2 separate regions of the Mus musculus genome follow, and region 1 is linked to region 2. A link is a contact called in public Micro-C data. All regions are on one chromosome and are shown on one strand. The core of a region is the stretch at or near the end of the contact, and the rest is flanking DNA. Distances in the headings are between cores, read along the strand shown. Region 1 overlaps Grk5 (G protein-coupled receptor kinase 5). Region 2 overlaps Grk5 (G protein-coupled receptor kinase 5).

The links. Hi-C and Micro-C count contacts between places; a contact is called where the count stands out from the background.
Region 1: a Micro-C map of brown adipocytes shows a contact between it and region 2, with 2.1 times the contacts expected there. The contact joins two enhancer-like sites. A contact is called at or near these places in 5 of 39 promoter capture datasets (the 3T3-L1 cell line, the C10 cell line, HPC-7-derived erythroid cells and 1 more), 7 of 484 Hi-C or Micro-C datasets (the G1E-ER4 cell line, bone marrow-derived dendritic cells, bone marrow-derived macrophages and 4 more), 4 of 115 datasets of contacts at active chromatin or transcription factors (bone marrow-derived dendritic cells, bone marrow-derived macrophages, embryonic fibroblasts and 1 more) and 2 of 9 other capture datasets (adipose tissue and liver).

What each region holds. Positions count from the first base shown.
Region 1 is chr19:61,066,533-61,069,232 of GRCm38.p6, forward strand. Grk5 (G protein-coupled receptor kinase 5) reads left to right here. Exons shown (of 16, transcript NM_018869.3): 5 at 2,016-2,116. It also overlaps a transcript of Zfp950 not described here. Among named protein-coding and RNA genes, the nearest start is that of Gm22520, 54 kb to the left of the region's middle. Within about 2 kb of position 1,344, at least 3 of the 459 cell types and tissues checked have an H3K27ac peak or open chromatin away from gene starts, as enhancers often do. A contact at or near this core is called in brown adipocytes, where this site is marked.
Region 2 is chr19:60,998,592-61,001,291 of GRCm38.p6, forward strand. The region is part of intron 2 of Grk5 (G protein-coupled receptor kinase 5); the gene reads left to right. Among named protein-coding and RNA genes, the nearest start is that of Gm22520, 14 kb to the right of the region's middle. Within about 2 kb of position 1,445, at least 36 of the 459 cell types and tissues checked have an H3K27ac peak or open chromatin away from gene starts, as enhancers often do. A contact at or near this core is called in brown adipocytes, where this site is marked.

The DNA.
Region 1 (2,700 bases), core at 94-2,593, 68 kb after region 2:
GTTCCAGTCCTGACTTCCTTGGTGATGAACAGCAGTATGGAAGTGTAACCTGAATAAACCCTTTCCTCCCCAACTTGCTTCTTGGTCAGGATGTTTGTGCAGGAATAGAAACCCTGACTAAGACAATGACATAATAGTTCCTACCTCACAAAGTCACAGTATAGATTAAATAAAGTAATGTGTGTCAGAAGTTCCATTATTCATTTATTGACCAGGGTTGGGTTTTAGTGTATATAAAACATTGCTAGAGGTTTGTGGGGTTTTTTTTTTCTTTTTTTTATTGCTTTCCAATGTTAGCTCCATAAGTAAATTTCATTTGTAAGTAAAGAAAAGTCAGGGGCTAAGAAAATGTAAAGGCCATCGAGTTATGGTTTTAGTTCATTTTGTATATTGTATGTAACCTAGGGACATTGGGGCTTTTCTGATAGGGTGTCACCTTAAAGTATGGCATTTGTATGTCTAACTGGAGAATAGCACTTGAGGTCAAGACCACACTGACTTTATTTACCATTCCCATGCCAGCTGTCAGTTGATAAGGAATAAGCTGGGTGAAAAACAAATGGACCCTGGCAGAAGTGCACCTAGTACAGACAGTTTGGCAACTTGGGCCCCTCCTGAGTAAAGCTAAAATGGCTCCCTTCTTCCCCACAGCTCCTACACTCGGCATCTCTATGCTGTCTTTGCTGACTCACACTGGATCAAGACCATACCCTTTCACCTCAATGATGGACACTTATGGAGTGTGCAGCCATCTACCAGGCATACCTCCACTGCCCTATCCCACCCCCAATTCCAAATGGCCTACCAGTCTGCCTCCTTAGGCAGATTTGCCTACAGATAGTGGCTTGTCCTCCTGTCTCATTGCCTGCAGTTATTGTCTCTGAAGAGACTAAACTGCCAGAAGCCTCCAACCTAATTTATATGCTTCTTAGGGGGAAACTTTTAAAAATTCATCAGTGCCCAAAGTTCAAAGCAGACTTGAGCATCTCTGAAGTACCTCCCACCTTCCAGAGAGAGAGAGAGATGTAGCCACAGGATGGCAAGGTCAGAGGTTAAAAGCAACACAAGTCCCTGGTTGTGGTATAAGGGCTGGCAGGAGACTAAACATTTCTGCAGGACACAGTTGTAGGTTTTTAGAACAGAGAAGAGGATAGAAGTGGACCAGGCAGGGTACACATAAAGCAGAGGGAACTGCCACCTCTTAAGACAGTTCATGGTGGAAAATGTACTCTAGCTGGAACTTAGTGAAATAGCTTTGCAGCCACACCATAGGCCATCTTCACCAGAGTTATAGCCAACTGAGGAGGTAATCCTCAAGGGGGATGAGCCCACACAAGAGGGCAGGGCAGGGAAAGAAGGAATGGATTTCAGCATTTGAAACCCTGAGGAATAGAAAGTGAACCATGACCTTTATTCAAGAGTGATTTGCCAGCTGCTACTGCCCCTCCCACTTTCCCCAGGATCATCTCCCTGTAGGCACTGCCTCATGGACCTTAGCAAGTCTTCCAGCCCTATAACTACATCTCTGTAGCAGGGAGGGAAAGCATAATTTCATAATTCACACTACATCGTTTGGATTTTTTCAAAAATTTTCTCTAATGTATTAAAATCCCACCTTGGCATCCACCTGGTGAGTCTAGTCCTAGGAGCATCTATCAAGAATGCATGGCAGGGAGATGGGTGAAACTGGAGAAACCAGACTTTGAGATGCTAAGTGACTTCCATAATGTTACATGGCTAGAAATTTCACACTAAGTCTGAGTTCATTCACTGCCATCTAGTCTAATAACCCCACTACAACCACACTGAACACTGCTCATGTATCCTACGTGTGTGTGTGTGTGTGTGTGTGTGTGTAGGGGACAGGGGCCGACAGGGCAGGTGACCATATGCAGGGACAGGTAGCTACATCTTTCTACCATCACCTGGTATCTTTATCTTTTACCCTGCATCTATGGAGCAATTCCAGCTACCCTGTCCCTTCCTTCTCACTAATAATCATTTCCTTCTTCCAGTCCCCAGTCTTCATTGCCCAAGTTGGACAGGACCTGGTCTCCCAGACAGAGAAGAAGCTCCTGCAGAGCCCCTGCAAAGAACTCTTCTCTGCTTGTGCTCAGTAAGTGTTCTACCATCATGCATTGCCCACCTGGGCAAGAGCCCTGGCTACCTGGGCTCTGTTTGCACAGACTTTTGACTACCTGGGCTGGCCCTTACCTACCTGGGCAGACTCCCACCTACATAGACAAATCATGGCTACTTGGGAAGATCCCTGTCTTCTTTGAAAAAGAGTGGTTTTGCTGGTTCCAGACCAAACCCAAAGCCTAGGTTTTGGGAACTGTATCTCATTCTGTCCCTTTTCACCTCTCAATCCTAGCCCCTCCTCTAACTCAGCAAGTCTAGTCCCACTTCAGCTCATGGTGTCTTCAGAGAGCTGTTCCTGAGTTCTAATTTAGTATAGCTCATCTCTGGGATTGTTGACCTAATCTTTGTGATTTACTGATTTATGTGCCCATTTGAATATCCACTCCATACTCTCTGCTCTACTACAGAACCAGAAAGACATGCTGGCCCATGGCAAGACTTACGAATACTTGCAAGGTCAATCCAATTTAAGCAACCATTGCAGAACAAACAGGCCTCTGGCCAGATGTGGAGTATCCATTGTAAGGCTTGGCTTCTCTGCAGTCTGAAGGCAGTAAC
Region 2 (2,700 bases), core at 195-2,694:
TGAATAATATTTTAATTATTTTTTCATTATTTAAACAAACAAATGAACAAACTGGACATGGGCTGAGGATTAGTGGGTAAATGTGCTGGTTGCTTAATCCCGACAACATGAGTTTATTCTCTGGAACACATGAAAAATATGGATGTGTTAGTATGTACCTGCAGTTCCTGAGCTAAGGGAGATGGAAGTAAGAGACAGGACAATGGTGCTGAAGCTTGTGGGTCAGCTAGCCAGGAGTATAAGTACAACAGCAGAAACAAGAGAGACCCAGTCTTAATTTGAACTTCCAAAAGTTGTCTGACTTCCGCTGTACTGTGATAATGCATGTGTGTATGGAGCATTGAGACAGACAGAGAGATGAATGTTAAACATATATCTATGGATGAAATTTCAAAAACAGAATTTAGAAAGAAGAAAAGTAAAATTGACAAAGCAATAACCACTGGTAGCAAATAGATTGTACTGTGGCATAGGAGGGAATAGCCTGTCCCAACTGTCATGTTTCCTGGCCCAGAAGTCAGATAATTAATTTTTATTTTGTCATATTTTACTTTTTTTTCCCCTCTGGTGCAGATGGGACCCAGGGCTTCATTCATGTTAAATAAATGCTCTGCCACCCATCTTCCCCCATTTTATCATAAGACAGGCTCCTAACAAGTTGACTACATTTGCCTTGAATTTACTCTGTAACCCAAATAGGCCTTGAATTGTTTTCTCTTGCCTCAGCATTCTGAACAGTTGGAGTTACAGGGGAGTTCCCATGCCTGACCAGATGCGTGCCCCTCCCACAGTGTGTGTTTGTGTGTGTGTGTGTGTGTGCGTGTTTGGTGGGGAGCAGGAGGTCAGAGGACAATTTTGTGGAATCAATTCTTTTATTTTCTTTTTATCTTGGTTGTAAGGATTGAACTCAGGTTCCCAAAAATGTTCAATGGGCACCTTTACCAGTTGAGCTGATTCCTCAACCCAGAATTCTGCTTTTTTTTTTTTTTCCACCTCTGGAATTCTTGCTTGAACATTTTTGTTCCCTCCAGAGAGGGCAAAGTCACTTACCCCTCCGCACTGATTGCTGAGGGATCTTGTTTTCTGCTCTAAGTTCTTTCAAAAGGGAAATGTGGGCTGAGAGAAACTATTGCCATCAACTTTGAAATAGCTGCTTCCTTTTTTTTTTTTTTTTTTTGGGTTTGCTTTGGTTTGCTTTGCTTTTGTCAGAAATGATCCCAGGGAGATATGTTCAGTTATACTGCTTGCTCAGGGCACTTATCTAATTCTGGGCTTCAGCAGGCCTCAAGGGGAGGCGTGGGTGAGTTGGAGGAGGGGACATTCTGCTAGCACAGTAAGGTGCTGGCGTGTTGTTAGAAGTTTTGGGGGGAACCCCTGCTTGGAGCAGCACAGAATGGCCCTACCACTGGGGAACAGGGAAAGTGTTGCCCTGACTCATCAATCAGGTTCTGGGAATAAAGGGAGTGAGCTCTGAATGAGTCTGGAGGGAGGCAGCAAGAAACAGAACTATAGTGGCAGGAGACTGGGGTTTGCAACAGGCTCTGTCTTCACTGACTGTGACTTTGAGCAAGTGATTAAACTCCCTTGAGCCTGTCTTCTTCTCTGCCAAATCAGGGTTAGGAGTGTTGGGAGAATTAAGTGACCACACCAGAGAGGAAGACTTGGCCCTGATCTAGTCACCTTCATCCTCCACTTCTTCTATATCATGGCGGTCACTATTTTGGTGAACCATGTTGTTCAACAAAGAGCTTTGTTCTTGCTCCTCTTGGTTGCTGGTGGCAAAGACCGCTGTAAAATTTCTCTGCTCATTCCCTGATTCATTGATTCCTTCATTCCAGGGACATTCTTCTCCTTTATGTAATCTGAATGGAACCCTTTCCCTCAGTCCATCTGGCCTCTCAAAACTCTACTTATTAACTCAGCAGATTTGGAGGGCCTGGATGATATCTCTGAACCCATCTCATGATCCTCCTGCCTCCAGGTAGGAGGGACCTCATCTACCACCCTCATGAAGGTGATAGCCAATCCCATACACTGCCTATAGTCACCTTTTACTCTAGGCATGGTGGAGCTGTCCCAAGTTAGGAAGATGGGTTAAAAAAAAAACATAATTGACACTGCGTCACAGCCTGGTTAGTAGGACAGCTGCTACATATACATTCTCAGTACCAAGAGTCAGAGGAATAGTAAAGAGAAGGATCAGAGACAGCCCTGTGGGTGCAGGTTGAACAAATTAGAGGACAGGAAACCGCTAAGTCAGTAGTCTCAGCACTGTCAGGATGATCTAACCAGGTGATTCTGATGGACATATTTATCACTGCAAAACCCTTTTGGGCCTGAGGCCATGTCCTAGTTCTGCCTCATGGATAAGGATCTGGAGATTCAGAGAGAATAGTAAGTTTCCCAGAGTCCCAGAGCTCTGCAGAATCAATTCCTAGATTCAAACACAACCCCAGAGCAAAAAGTCATCTCCATGTTAGTTTCGATTTCTCCGTGGATGTGGACACATTTGGTAGGTCAACATCCATGCTACTTTGGTGGACTTCCTGCAGAAAACCATGGTGGTTAAAGAGAGACTTAATCAGGCAACAGACACCATCTGTGCCTCCAGCCTGAAAGATTAGTACAGCTCTGGTAGCTTTTGAAGTCACCCTTTGGATGAGAGTAGATAGCAAAAGGATGTCACAAGCAAAGGCAGGC